Linked DNA regions of Arachis hypogaea: region 2 is linked to region 1. A link is a contact called in public Hi-C data. All regions are on one chromosome and are shown on one strand. The core of a region is the stretch at or near the end of the contact, and the rest is flanking DNA. Distances in the headings are between cores, read along the strand shown. Region 1 holds the start of LOC112715681 (polyadenylate-binding protein-interacting protein 12). Region 2 holds the start of LOC112715682.

The links. Hi-C and Micro-C count contacts between places; a contact is called where the count stands out from the background.
Region 2: a contact with region 1 is called in a Hi-C map of leaf, with 2.9 times the contacts expected there. The contact joins the promoter of LOC112715682 here to the promoter of LOC112715681 in region 1. A contact is called at or near these places in 2 of 8 Hi-C or Micro-C datasets (both in leaf).

The regions. Positions count from the first base shown.
Region 1 is chr10:74,201,241-74,209,077 of arahy.Tifrunner.gnm2.J5K5, forward strand. It overlaps LOC112715681 (polyadenylate-binding protein-interacting protein 12), which reads right to left and starts at 3,001. Exons shown (of 12, transcript XM_025767473.3): 1 at 2,505-3,001; 2 at 2,317-2,365; 3 at 1,552-2,208; 4 at 1,339-1,449; 5 at 1,192-1,236; 6 at 1,013-1,085; 7 at 820-932; 8 at 648-707; 9 at 484-531; 10 at 303-371. The coding sequence starts at 2,109.
Region 2 is chr10:74,443,491-74,451,327 of arahy.Tifrunner.gnm2.J5K5, forward strand. It overlaps LOC112715682, which reads left to right and starts at 4,313. Exons shown (of 9, transcript XM_025767477.3): 1 at 4,313-4,913; 2 at 5,111-5,168; 3 at 5,414-5,536; 4 at 5,620-5,677; 5 at 5,812-5,885; 6 at 6,200-6,288; 7 at 6,371-6,450; 8 at 6,569-7,129. The coding sequence starts at 4,888. The coding sequence ends at 6,440. LOC140175667 reads right to left here. Exons shown (of 3, transcript XM_072204200.1): 3 at 6,742-6,872. The coding sequence ends at 6,742.

The DNA of each region.
Region 1 (7,837 bases), core at 1,751-4,250:
CCTAATTTTCACAGCACTAAGTTCACAGGTTGGCTCTACTTCAATTTGCAAGCGATTTCATTGATTGGCATGCTCAAATATTTATTTTGTTAAGAAATGATTATGATAGAAAGATCCAAATGTTCCCAGAGAAGCTATCAACAAGACACGACTACTGTGGAATGTAACAATAATTAGTAAGAACAGAATGGAACTCTTTAAATAGCAGTAAAGTCAGATGCATAGCTCAGAAATGGGAAATTAAGAATTAGGTGAATATTAACTGACTCGGATGAAAATAAGAAAGACAAATGAATTATTACCAGTGCAAACTCAACGAATGCAATTCGAGTTGAATGATGGTAATCTCCAAGAAGCCTCAAGCGGTGAACCTGTATTCAACCAACAAAAACCTCTTAAGCAATGGACCTAGAGAACTATATAATAACATATTTCAATTCATCTAACAAATGCACATTTCCTGGTCCATGAACAGTTACTAACCTCTCCACATATAGATTCAAAGAAGCTTTTGACATCTGCTTGAGTGAGCTGTAACAGAAACAAGAAAGAAAAGTTAGGAATTAATGAGCCATATTTGCTGCAACCTGCAAAACAGACATTAGAAAGCGAAACTAATATATCCTAAGAAAGGGTCAGATCACCACCTTCTTGTCGATATTTGTGCAATAGATTGTTCTTGAGCACATCTCTCTTTCATCTTCAGACTGAGAATAAATCATCGTTAGAAATGTAGAACCGAAAAGAATATATCAATCATCTTCTAGAAAATATCTTGAGTGAGCCCATGTGGGATAAAGAAAAAAAGAAAGAACTTACCCTGGGCAAAAATGTTGGGTTGACAGGTGCAATGGCAGTTTTTGAAGGTAGCACTCTAAGTGGATAATATCCGAGCATAGTTCCAGAAAGGCTCAAAGCAGCCCTTGCACCATCTGCAGAAATAATAGCATTAGTACGGCAAAATGTTAATAACTAGAGCATACAGACATCATTTATTAAGTTGAACCATTACCTTCATCCGTAAACTCAATGAAAGCAAACCGAAGAATAGAATTGGGATCCCCGCATACGCGGCAGTCAACGACCTATATTCATGAAAAAGGAGTTCATTTAAAAGTAATCACAAGGTCAAATGTCATTAAGAAGCACATGTCGCAACTCGCAAGCAAACAAAATGTAACCGTTTCCTACCTGGCCACAGTTAAGAAAGAGAGCCGCCAGCTGCTCTTCGGTAACCTAGATACCAACATAAAAAACCACCTTCCAAGTGAATACACATTGCATTCTTTGCAAGTTAGCTGAAATGATAAAATCCATAAGACAACTAAAAACATGTACCAGCTGATCAATGTCAGACACATAAACAGTCCTCCTAATCATCTCTTCCCTTTTCTCCATATCCATCTTATTATTCGCTCTACGCTTCCCTTGACTATAGCCATTCTTCCTCTGCAACAAGCAATTATTGTATCAATAAAAATTCAAGGCACAAGTTAAAAGATAATATTCCACCATTGGATAAATAAAAAAAAAATTCTTCCAAGTTCATACCCTTCTGTTAGTCTGGCCATTAGCATTGCCATAATTATTGTGGAGCAGAAAATTGTTGGCGAATCCAAAAGCAGCAGCACCACCAGGACCAGCCAAGTAACCGTGACTGTTGGCGAGCGACGGCGGCACAAACTCCTCAGCCATGGGGTTCAACTTTGACAAAAGCTCCTCCAAATCCCTCATCTCCCTCTTATAACTCTCACCACAGTTCTCCCCATTCCTTACCGCATTAATCCCAACATACCCATCATTGTTGACCACCATCTGTTGACCCTGGACTCCGTTTCCATCAAACCCATTTCGAATCTGACCCACCTGAGCCTTGTAATTACCGTTAGTGACTGACACAACAGTGTTTGCACCTCTGTCTTGGTTGAATACACCGTTCAGATTCTGATCACCACCACCACCGTTGACAGCGCCTCCTCCTCCGCCGCCGCCGCCGCCAGACCTTGCCTTTGATTTCTCCATCTCAGTGGTGTCCGATGAGACAACACTGTTGTCCAAATTTTGACTGGAAGAACCGATTTTGGCCCCAGCATTCTCAGCAACAGCCATAATCACGGAAATAAGAAGACGCACACACACCCCCAACCCACTTCCCTAGATGTAAAAAAGCTTCCTCCTTTTTTTCAGCTTTCAGGTTTATCAGTGAATCTGTGTCCCCCAACAAAAGAAAACAAGAAAAGAAAAAACTATACTAAACTAACAACAAGAGAAAGAGAGAGAGAAATGAAGCATAAGAGCATGTTAGGGGAGACGTACCTGGGTTTTAATGTAACAAATTTTCCATTGACATAAGATCAAGCTGATCCTGAAGATCGTCAAAAATAGAGGTTACTTTAAAACCCCACAAAGGGAGAAAAATAAATAAAATATGTATATATGGAAAGAGAGAGAGAGAGAGATTGGTGAAAAAGAGATAGAGAAAAAGGTTAAAGATATTATCTTACTAATTTATTTACTGAAGAAGAAGGAGGAGGAGGAGGAAGAAGAAAAGATGAGTGATGGTTATTAGTGTTTGTTGGAGAGAGAGAGCGAGAGAGAGAAAGAAGAAAGAGATGATTTATCTTCGGATCGTCCGTTTGAGGGTGCAGTGGGGGTTTGGGAGGTAGCTGGGGAAGCTGAGAAGAGAAAAAGAGAAAAGGAGAAGGTCCGAAATTAAATTGATAACGATGATGAAATGAGATGAGATGATCAACCAATGTATGTATCCAACAGAACAAAATGAATTGAACACAGCAACACCAACACCCTCATTGCTCATTAGTCATTACATTACATTACATTTTTTTCTTTTTTTATTTTAATTACATTACATATAACACCCAAATAAATTTACTTTTTTTGCATCAATTTCCATTACTGCCCCCCGTCTCTCTTCTCTCTCCCTCCCCATAATTTCTACATACATGTCATGGTCATGCCTTCCATAGCATCGCATCCGCCATCCACAAGGGATAATGGGATATATATATATATATATATATATATATATATATATATATATATATATATATATATATATATATATAAAAGAATATTAGGCTAAGGATGCATAGAGTTCAATATGAAAGAATATCAAGTTACTATAGTAAAAAAATAATAAAAATAAATAATATTACACCTAGTATAACAATCTTTATGTCTAGAGTAAAAATTAATTATTCACTTATAGTCTCTCAGGTTTTAGATATAATAAAAGAAAAAACTTTTAAAATAAATAAATAATAAATTAGTGAAAATTAATACAAAATATAATAAAAATTTAAGAAAATGATATTTTACTAGATATATAAAAAAAACTATTAAGATAAGAGAATTATATTATAAATATCTAAAAAAATAATATTATTATATATTTCTTTGATTGATTTAATAATTACTTTCAAAACTTTAAAAGAGAATTTTGTCCTTTAACAAAAATAAATACTACTTAAAAAATTAGTACAGATCAAATAATAAAATCACAATACCTTTTTAGAAAAATTATAAAACTATAATTGTCCAAGACTGGGAATTAGAAGTTACCCTTTATAAGGATAGTAGTTTGGAAGGCAATGTAAATAAAAAAAGTCCTATAATTATATTAATACGGTTTTAGAAGATATGAAAAACAGTTATAAAGAATTAAACATAGACATAAATAAAATAAATTTGTAGAAAAATCTATATACAAATTTTAAAGTCTTGACATAATCAAACTTAGAATAAGTGTAAAAGCAAATATAGAAGAGTTAAAAGAAAAACTTAAAATAATAAACTAGAAAAAGACGGCTATCAACACAATATAGTTACATGTTAAGAAAATATTCTTCAAAAATTAAAATTACTCAAAACTCAGAAATTATTGTCTATGACCAATCCCAGCAAATGTAAGTCTTGAGAAAAAGATACAATCAGTACATAATAGTTTTACTAGATTTAATTTAGTAGAATAAAATTTAGATGGATTAAGTGAATAAGTTATTTTAAACTTAATGTATAATATAACGATGGTGGCAATCACCTATAAATTAAAATGAGCTAGTAATAGAGAAGTTACTGTACTGATAACTCAATGATTCACTGAACAATTAAAAATATAGTGAGATAACTTTTTCACCTTACAAGAAAAAGAGTTAATCCTTAATAGTGTTAAACAAGAAGATCGATTACAGGATGTTACAACAACCTTGATATTTACAATCATAAAAAACTTCTTAGGAGAACTAAACATTTTTAAAGATAAAATTAAAACTCAGTTAATGAATTCAAGATGTCCAACCATATTTAATTATAGATAGTACTAAGATATTTTTATATCTAAAGTCATCATGAGAAATGATGAATCAATTTTTTTTTTAAAAAGAAAGATTCATAACATTCTTACCCAAATCTTTTGAAGATAAAGTATTACAGAGATTACAATCCTTATTTGGTATTTAAATACCATACGAAAGATTAATATTTGGATAAATACATAATATAATAGTATAAATAAGAGTAAAAATATGTACGAATACTAGGCTGCAAAAAAAAATTAACAAAAAAATGCTAGTAACAAGCAAGAACTAGAAAATTTTTGCCAGCAATATGATATTGCTACAGAAAAGGCACCCAATAACCAAAAGTAAATTATTAAAAAAAGAAATAATAAGAAAAATGACAATAAATATCAATATCAAGAACTATATAAGGTATAATACAAATTTATGTACAAGTCAAAAGAAAATTATAAAAAAACAAAAATATAATAATAAAAAATAAGAAAAAAATAAAATAATAAAAAGTGCAAAGAATAAAAAATAAATAATCTGTTAAAAATATAAAAAATTAGGTCATTATGTAAATAACTACAAAATAAAAAAATATAAATAAAATTAGTAATAAAAAAGTAAGACAAGCACTAATAACTATATTAATCGATGACGAATCAGAAATAAAAATAGAGTCTAAATACTTGTAAGATTATTCAGATAATTTTACATAACAACTAGATATAAATTCTTGTTCAAGTTTATCAGAACCAGAGGATGAATATTATTTAAAACCAGAAATATGTTGTTATAATAACTGTGTAAAATCTGTTAATATATGATCACAAAAAATCAGTTCGAGCCTATTGATATATTAACTAGGAAATAGACAGGTATACTAATATCTGTAATAGATAAGTTAAAAGATTCTCCACTAAAAAATGTATTTATATTACAATTAAATGATTTAGTTAAAAAAAAGGAAGAAATTAAGGAGTAGGTGAGGTCAGTAGAGATAAAAAAATATATATATACAACAGGTTTAAAATTTTCAAGAACAAAACTTTCTTAAAACTTCTAAAAAAAATTAAAATAAGAAATCTCTAAGTTAAGGCAACAAGATATTTTTTTAATTATAAGATATTAAAATTAGAGGGAGAGAATATAATAAAAGCACAAAAATAATAAAGAGCGACTAGAATTAATAAAAGATGAGGAGGAGATTGTGAGTTAATAAAATACTTAATTTGAATTAATGAGTTAATGTTATTAGTTAGTCAAAAATGGTATATTCCTGTACTCATAATTATTGGAGGAGAAAAATTTGAATTTAAAGTTATGGTAGATTTAGAGCAGATGTAAATTATATATAAGAGGGACTAATACCTATTAAATATTATGAAAAGATTATCGAAATAATTTTAAAGCAGAAAATGGTAAGATGATTATAAATTATAAAATTTTTAAAGTAAAGGCTTGTAAAATAAAGTATGTTTTTCAACTATCTTTTTTTCTAGCCAAAAGAATAACTAAATAAGTTATATTGTATAATTCTTTTACTCTCTTGTTCTATTTTTTTAAAGTAGATAGAAAAGGGATAACTACTTATTGTATACTGAAGGTTTCAGAAGGTTTAGAGGAGGGGAGTTAAATCTATGGCCTTTTTTAACTTTAAATAATTAAGCGTTAAACACAAAATTTTGAACTTGATTTCTATTTGGTTTACGCAACGAATAATTCAGGAGACAATCTTGTTTTGTCTCATAAAACCAGAAAATAGAACTAAAGCAAAGAGAAAGAAGATGACACAGCCATATATCATAGTTCAGTAGTTGCCTTGTGCAATACAACCTACCTCCAGTTTTCACTATAATGTTGGTGAAATTTTCACTATAATCCAAGTATTACATACACCAATTCTATAGGACTCAACGTAATCCTATATGGGCACACAAACTTGAACATAAACTTGACTTGGTTATGCTAATACCTAGACTTACTGCACTAAGTGCTTACCCAACTTAACAAGGGATACCTCTTAGGTACATGACACAAGACAGAAGATACAACCAAAAGAAATCTGAAATCACTCTTGACTTTTCTCTCAAGTGTATCTCTCAACCTTTTTCACTCTATGGCTTTTTTCAATGCCTCTCTTTCTTGTCTTTTACCTTTCAAAGAAAACTAAGAAAAAGAAAACTAAGAAAGATATACATTGAAACTGAAATACAAATAGTAAAACATGAAGGAAATGATGAATAACACTCTTGACTCTATGAACTGAACTCAGCATCTGAACTAATCACTTTGTTCTTCATCTTGGCGGAATTCTCCCTTTAGTGTAAGTGCAATGCTTCCAAGACTTCAAAATTAGTAGTGAGGATTCTCTCTCTCTCTCTCTCTCTCTCTCTCTCTCTCTCTCTCTCTCTCTCTCTCTCTCTCTCCCTCCCTCCCTCCTTGTTCTATGCTCATATTCAATTTTTCTTTTTGTACCTTGCTTTTAGCCAAAATTAGGATTTTTTCCAAGTCAACTTCTTGGACTTTGAACTTTCAAAATTCATCCTTTCTTTTTTTTTCAATCAACCCCTAAATTAGGCATTTAAAATTTGATCCATTTGCTTGACCAAGGACATCAGAGCAGCAGAAATGAGCTTGCTCAATGATAATTCCAAATTCAAAATTTTGAAAATGTGTTTTGACTCCAAGTAATAACTTTAACCATTGATACACAACAGAGATAATCAACTACCATTTTCTTTTTTTTTTCTTTAAATGGCATCACAGAGAGTAGGAGAAGAAGTGAAGAAATCAACTTGCATGCAAAAAGAAATTATTTACCTTTAACCCTGACTTGGTGTAACATGCTTTTAATTTATTTTGATTAGACTCTTGCTTTTTTTATGAGCTTTCTCTTTCTTTCTTCTCTGGTGTAAGTGAGCTTGAAGGTGAAGGTCTCTTTCTCTCTCTCTTTCAAGTGTTTACCAGATTTGAAGCATGTTGAAACTTAGCTTTATTGAACGCTTTTCTTTGTTTCACTTTGTATTGGGCTTAGTTGTGGATTTAATATCCATTCAGTACATTTGATTGCTTTGTTTCATTTGTTTGGATTGCTACTCAATTATTTGGGCCTGCATCACTTAAATGAACCACTCAAACCCAATTGGGTGTTTAACCGGCCAATAAATTAATGTTTATCATCATTATTAAATTAATATTCATTCTTAACTCAACAATCTCCCCCTTGATGACAAACATAATTTCAAAGGATAGAATCAAAAGAATTGAATTAGATAATGTTAAGGCACTTCCCTTTGATGACATCTAGTAGTTTTGATGTGCTCCCCCTTTTTTTCAAGGATTGCTCCCCCTGACTTTGTGCTCATGTTTTGTTTCCTATTTAAATATCTACACACAGAACACACAACTATACACAACATACGGATAGCACAATTTTTTACAGATAGCACAATTGTTTTGTTTCATTTTCAACCAATGAAACCAAACACTTGATCATGGTCTAAGTGTATCATCAACACTTGTTCAAAAAA
Region 2 (7,837 bases), core at 3,063-5,562, 240 kb after region 1:
CACGCACGTGTGGATACGAAGTCGCATGGCGATGCATACACGTACATGACGTGTACATGTCGATGCTCGCACGTGACTTCATTAAAGTGAAAACGCTGGGGGCAATTTCTGCTCTTCCCAGGCCCAAATCCAACTCAGTTTCTGAGCCTATTACATGCAGAAATCAAGAGGAGTCAAGGAAAGAGGGACACAATTGAGTTTTCATCATGATTTAGTTAGTTTCTAGAGAGAGAGACTCTCTCTTCTCTCTAGAATTAGGTTAGATGTAGATTAGGATTTCTTAGATCTAGGTTTAATTCATGCTTTGATTTACTTTTCCTCTCTAATTTCTTGTTCTTCTACCTTTGCTTCTCTAGTTTAATGTTTTACTTCTTGTAATTGTTTACTTTGTTGTTGATGCACTCTTGTTCCTCCTATTTTCCTTTTAATGCAATTTATGTTTGATTTCCTTTATTGTTGATTTGAGTTGTTGTTGTTGTTAATTCCTTGCAATTAGTAGTTGTAGATTTACATTTCTTGCAATCTTGTTTTACTTTCCTTCTGTGCCTTACAAGTGTTTGATAAAATACTTGAAAGAATGTTAGAGTAGATTTTTCTCCTCTTGCCTTGGGTTGAGTAAGTGGAGACTCTTGAGTTATCAAACTCTTTTGTTGATTAAGTTGCTATGACTTGAAAGCCACTAAAGCTAGTCTTTCACTATGATTTGACTAGGACTTGTGGACTCAAGTTGATTATTTTCACTTGACTTTCCTTCATAGTTAGAGGTTAACTAAGTGGAGCAATGGATAATTCTTGTTCACATTGGATGATGATAATAAGGATAGGACTTCTAGTTCCCATTCCTTGCCAAGAGCTTTCTTAGTTGCTAGTTTATTTCTTTTGCAATTTACATTTCTTGTTCCTTATTTCAAAACCCCAAAAATATACTTCTCATAACCAATAACAAGAACACTACCCTGTAATTCCTTGAGAGACGACCCGAGGTTTAAATACTTCGATTTATTTTTTTATTAGGGTTTGTTACTTGTGACAACCAAATTTTTCATTGAGGAATTGTTTGTTGGTTTAGAACTATACTTGCAACGAGAATTCATTTGTGAAATTCTTTACCGACACACAATTTCCGCTTGTAACACCCTACCATACAGAGTCTTATGCTTAAGTCATAATTCAGAGATGAAAAGGTATTACGGCCTCTAAAAATTAAAATTTAGTACGTATATTAGTATGAAAGATGATTATAACTAGGAGCCTTTGATGAAAAAGGGGTAAACAAAAATCGTAACTCGAAGCGCAACACTCCGATCGAAAACGTAACAAATAAAGGATAAACTAACACGAGATTATATATATACAAAAGAGTGTCAAAAACAGGAATATCAAAACTCAAAATCTGGTTGCGAAGATAACCGGTTTGAGCATAGCAATATATACATGTAAATAAAATGAGAAACCCCAAAGGAAACCCAAAAGGACATAAATACAGAAAACCTATTCTCCAAAAACCTCCTATAAGAGGAGTCATCACAGTTTGTATTATTTAGTCGAGATAAAAGTATCTAAACAAAATATATAAAACCAAAACAGAGTCCTGAGAACAAAGGATCTTCGCAAATCCAGAAGCCTCCGGCATGGTTCAGCGGGAAGCCTCACGTCCTGCATCTGAAAATCACAAAATCTACATGGGTGAGAACCGGAGGTTCTCAGTATGATAACAGTGCCCACATATCTAACATGTAATGTCCTGGGAAAGCCAAAGGCAATCCTAGAACTTCCACCAGATAAATTCAAAGCTTATAAACAGACTAAACCATAAATGGCAACTAACTAAAGATTCTTCAGTCTATTTATTACTTCCCTTTCCAAATCCTTCAGACCTCCCAACCACCAACAGGAGTATAATATGGCGAACACAGTTATGTCAAACAAGAGATATACAAATAGGAGACAGATAAGGCATTTAGACAATTAGCAAGTAATATACAATCAATTAGGAAATTCCAAACAATTCACATAATATGCATATGATGAATGCCTATTCCTAATGGCTGATGATATCATTTGTCGGTTATATAGCCAACCCGAAAAGTCTTGGTAGCTAACCATTGGACTGTCCCTCTGTCGTGCATCCCCAACTCGAGTTATTCTCGATTATCATCATGATCACAATCATAATCCATATCCAACATCCTTACTGGTGTATTTCATGGGGGTGAGCTCATCCGGAACTTTCACAGTGTCCGGCCATACTTACGACATAGGGTCAGCAGAGTATCAGGTCTCTATCTGGAGCACGTGGTGACTAGCCACTGCTATCATCCAGGGAAACTCGTGTCTGAGATAGTGAAAGTGCAACATTCACATTTCATTCAATAGCATATATGCATTTATACTCAGCCATGATCAATAATGGCTCCGCCATAACTCAGCAATAACTCAGCCATCCGACTCATAGTTCAATCCAAAACCAGCTATTTCATCAACATATACAGCCCTTCGGCTCATGGCACATAACGCACTTCCACCGCGATCCTTCGCATCTCATATAATCATCTTTGATCATTATTGATCATAATTTTTCCCTAGCTTCATTTATAAGTTACCACATTCCCTAACTCATTTCTCATTGCTAGGCATATCATAATGATTTAAGACATAAGGGGTGAGATTAGAGGCTTAGAAGTATGAAATTTGGTTTTTAAAACTCAAAAATCAACTTTGGGATGAAAATAGGGCCACGCATATGCGTCCTCCACGCGCACGCGTGGATGGCCACAAAGTTCATCAACGCGTATGCATTGCCCATGCGCACGCGTGGATGAAAAAACAGCTATATGACGCGTACGCGTCAGCCACGCGTACGGTGGGTGCGTTTGTGCCCCACGCACAAAATTGGCACAATTCTGGCATAACTCTCAGAAAAATGGCTGGGCATTTGGTGCATCGCATCAACGCGCAGGCGTGGGCCATGCACACGTGTGGATGGTGCATTTCTGAAAAACAACGCGTACGTTTCAGGCACGCTTACGCGTGGGGGGTATTCTGCTAAAAAATTTTCTAAGTTAAAAGCTGCAGAATTCACAGATTAAACCCCCAATCTTCCAACGGACATAACTTCCTCATTTTAAATCATTTTTCACCCGTTCTTTAGAAGGCATGAACATCCCGGATCCAAATTTCATTTTTAAACAAGTTTGGCACAAAATGGGGATTCGGAGTCTAAGTTATGCCCCGTCAAAGTATGCCTAAAAACTATATTTTTATACAAAACCACAAGGTGCCATTTTCAAAACAAATCAATTTCATCCCTTTTTAAAATCAACCAAAACATACCAATTTCAACCCTTTTTGAAATCAATCAAAATATACCAAAAATCAACATCAATCCTCCTCAACTCATACATTATCTTTTTCCTCAAAATCACAACCACCATTCCATTATTTTAACTCATCTCAAATCAATGGCTAAATTGCAAACATATTAACATGTCATACATCCTTCCTCATCCCAATTTCCAACAATACCATTTCCAATTAGTCATCATTTCACATAATCAATATCATACTCACCATCAACATGGTTTCACCCATAATTCAACCTCAACCATTCATCAAACATATATCACAACATGCATTTTTCTCATATATCACACCCATAAGGCATCAATATTCTCAATCACATATATGACTACATCATATATCTCAACCATTCAACAACATCAACAATTCAATGCCTATCTTAGGGCCTCTAGCCTAAGTTTTCACACCACATTACATTTTAGATACAGGAAACCGAGACTATACGTTAGCCGATTTCCCAAGCTCAATCGGAGCACTTCTAAATCACTTGTCCACAAGCTTTCAAGGTCTCAACACCTCCAAGAACATATTTTTATCACCAAAGCTCTCTTCTAAGCTTTCCACACTACAACATTTTTTAACTATTGCAACATATACTGCAAATAACACTAAAAAAGTGTTATCTAAACTAACTAAAGACAACACTTAATATTTGTTACATAAAAATAAAGCTGTTGCAACTTTCTTTTAACAACACCCCATAAATGTTCCTTTTTAATCAATTAAAGTACAAGTAAAAAGTGTTACTTTTGTAAATTAAACAGGCAACATTTGTGATATTTATATATTACCCTTTATAAGTGTTGTTTTTAAATTTTTAATAAACTTCTCATTATAACTGTTGCCAAAAATAAATTAAAATTTTTCTTCAAAAATTTTGACCTTCTCTCCAAATATTTTAACAAAAAAGTACTTTTTCCTTCTTTTAACTTAGCACAAAACACATCTTTGTAGTTTATATGTTATTTACTGATTCAAATCTAGAGTTCAAAACAAAATTCCAAGCCCTATTTTCGATTAGAAACCCTAACCCCAACCATTTCAAAATTTTATTGATGCGTGATTTTTCTTTGTTTGTTCGATTTCCTCATAGTTGCTTGTGAAGTTGTGTTCCTCTCTGCTCGTGTCGCCGTCGCGCTTGTCGCTGTTCGCGCGCCGTCGTGCTCGTCGCTACTCGCATCGGCGCATTGCCGTCGTGCTTGTTCGCTGCTCGCATCGTCGTCGTGTTCGTTGCTGCTCTGCATTTCCTCATCGTTGCTTCTGAAGTTGTGTTACTCGCTGCTCACGTTGCCTTCGTGCTCGTCTCTGCTCACGCGCCGTCGTGCTTGTTGCTGCTCGTGCGCCTTCGTGCTCATCGCTCTGCATTTTGAACTTCTGAATTTTGCTCTGCTCGATTCCAATTTGCTCGCCTTCTTCTACTTGCGACGTTTTTCTTAGCCCCTGGCTAGGTGCTGATATGCTTTGCTCCCCCGTGGTGCTCGTGCTCTTTCCATCACAGATAGTCTCCTTGCTTTACTCAGCTTTGTTATGGCTGAAGTTGATGAGAAATTCTAGTAATGATAATTTTTCTTCATTGATGAGAAATGATTGTTTAATTAATTATGATCCTATTAAATCACTGTAATGTTTTATTGTTATTGTGTATTTGCCTGCTTGTGCTTTAATCACTAAATGATGTCAATTTTAGGGCTTGGAATTTAATTATTGTTGGTGGAATCTCAATTTAGGGAACTTAACATTAGATTCACAGTTGTTGTAGGTGTTGGAGTTGGCTGAGAATGCTTCCGGTTCAATCAATTTGCTGCCAGGTTTTTCCCAATGCTTCCAATTATCTTCACTTTTTCTTTTTCGTACATGTCTCTGTCTCTTGTATTTTGAGTCTCTGTCTTTGCTGTCTCTAAGTATTTTGGTTATTTTAAAGAAAACTCATGTTATTTCAATGGATTCAATACATGCTTGTGGAGTTGACATTTGACTTACTTGCATTGCTATTTAATCGAAGTTTTACTTGGAAAATGTTTTTATACTCTGTTGTGGATTTATTTATATACAGAGTCATGATAATTGCTTGGCTGATTTATCTGGAGCATTGCATTGTGATGCTGTTATGAATTTCAAGTTCTCTAGAACTAAGTGTTATCCAGCAGCTGCTGCAAAAAACCGTCACCTATGTGAGGTTGCTTTCATTTTTTATTATTTTTTATATTTATTTGTCGTTTTGGCCTAGTTCTACCTAATTTATATCCATATTTTGTCCAGAGTCTTGCTGACAGTTGCTTTCCCATAAGCCAGGGGCCATCAGCAAGCCGTCTTCATGGTATACTTGTGTTTTTTAAATTTTAGTTCCCCTAGTTTACTCTTGTTATACCATTTTGGTGTTTATTGTAACCCATTTCCCCAAAAATAAATTTGAGATGTGTTTCTTATAGTGCTCTTTTGGTTTGATGGCAGAATTGTTTATACACCAGTTTTGTGATGCTTACACCTGCTCAGGGAAACAGAAGCCTTTCTCTAGAGGAGGCAAGGTATGGCCCAATTCAAAATGTTAATGTATAATAAGCTTATCATTTGTTAAAAACTTGTCATTGCTGACTTTTAGCAATAAAGGGATATCTATAAAATTCATCGGGTAGATGATCTACATTGGGCTATGGGTCATGTCATTAAAAAAATTCCATGCAAAAGGTTTAGGCATTCTCTTTTTTTTTTCCCGTTTTCAGTTCATCATGCAACAATTTCTGAAGATTTTATATAGCCAATTTATCATCACAGTGATCAGTGAACACATATCATATAGGACATGCCTGCTGTTTATTAAACTTGGTATTTTTCTCTGCAGGAGCAAAGTAGTTTCTTCCGCCTGGCTGCTGGAGCATTGATCTTGGTGCTACTTCCTGTGTTCTATCTTTTTCTTTATCTTGTTCAAAGGTACCTTTACATTTCTATATCTTTATCTTGTTAATCAAGGTTTTGCACCGTTAGTTCCTAACATTATTGGGGGAAGTTGCAGTGATATGAAGGGTCGAACTCAGGAGCTTCGTCGCATCTCAAAAGCAGGATGGAAAGGCAAGCCGTCATGAGTCATGAATGGTAAATGTTTATATTCCTTATAAAGATAGCTTATCGAGTTATCGCAAGACAGAATGGGCTGTATACTAATAAAATTCAATATCATAATGAATTGTACACTTTAACTTCCCGCTTGTAGTGTCTTTCATGGACAATTCTACAATTCCTAAAGACAAGAAACTGGAGATCTACACTGCAAAATAAAAAAAGAGTAACTAGTAAGTGTCCAACAGAGAAGAGTTGAATCTAATAAGAAAGCTGAGGTTGGTTGTGTGTTATGAAGTTAGAGGGTACTGAGATTTTGAAGTGCAACTATGCAGCAAGAAACATCCCCAGAGGTGTGGTCCTGTTACCCTTCACTCTTGTTGTGATAGTGCTCCTCTTTCCTCTCCTCAGAACCTTGAATATATCAGCTTCTAAGATATTTGCCACAAGCTTTGAATCTAAAGAAGAAACAAGAAGGACTAGTTGCAATGTTTTCTCTGGGAACTAGACTCCTTATCTGAAGGGACCGTACTACAGCAATGAGACATGCCCTTTCATATTTGACAAGCAGAATTGCCTTCTACATGGAAGACCTGACAGGGAGTTTCTTCAATGGAGATGGAAACTTAATGAGTGTCAGCTTCCTCTCTTTGATGCTACTCAGTTCTTGAAGATGGTCAAAGGGAAGTCAATGGCCTTTGTTGGGGACAGTTCTGTAAGTAATTAATTTTACTCTTTAATTTTGAGCTTAATCAACAAACCAGTCTATTATACCTCGATTCTTCCCCCAGTTCCGTCTTGTTTTGTTTCGGTTCTTGAAGTGTATGAAGGGGGATACACTGACCAAGAAACATTAATTTTAACTTTTATATATGTTGCTAACTAGCTTGAATCTAGTACAGTAGTTCTCACATACTTGATTACAGCTGATGAAAGACTCCAGAAGTCTCGGGCAATTATCCTGCGACATGAACTTAATATTAACTAGTAATTAACCTATGAAATTCCTAGACATGAACATAAAAGCGAAAGTTTTTATGTGACAAATTTTGCAATGACTTAATGCTTCTAATTAAGTTTTTTTGTGAAAATAATGTGTGACACTGGGCCTGCCATCATAGTTAATAACACATCACAGTTGTAATTTTCCAGAGGTTAGGACTAGCCATGTCCTTGGCTGACTTTCAATTTTAATTTTATGAATTATTGGCATTACTGTTGGACTGTTATCTTTTAAGGAAATTTAAAATTGTTTTCTTATTCTCATTTAGATTGAATCTAGTGCCTAATGCTGACTGTTATTTGTTAGATATCTCATGGTTTTAATCATAAATTGGTTGATGCCTTGACTAGTTTCCTTGTAAAAAGTTACTAACGAGAATGCTTGAACATATTAAAAGTTCATCCAACGGAAATGCAGTTA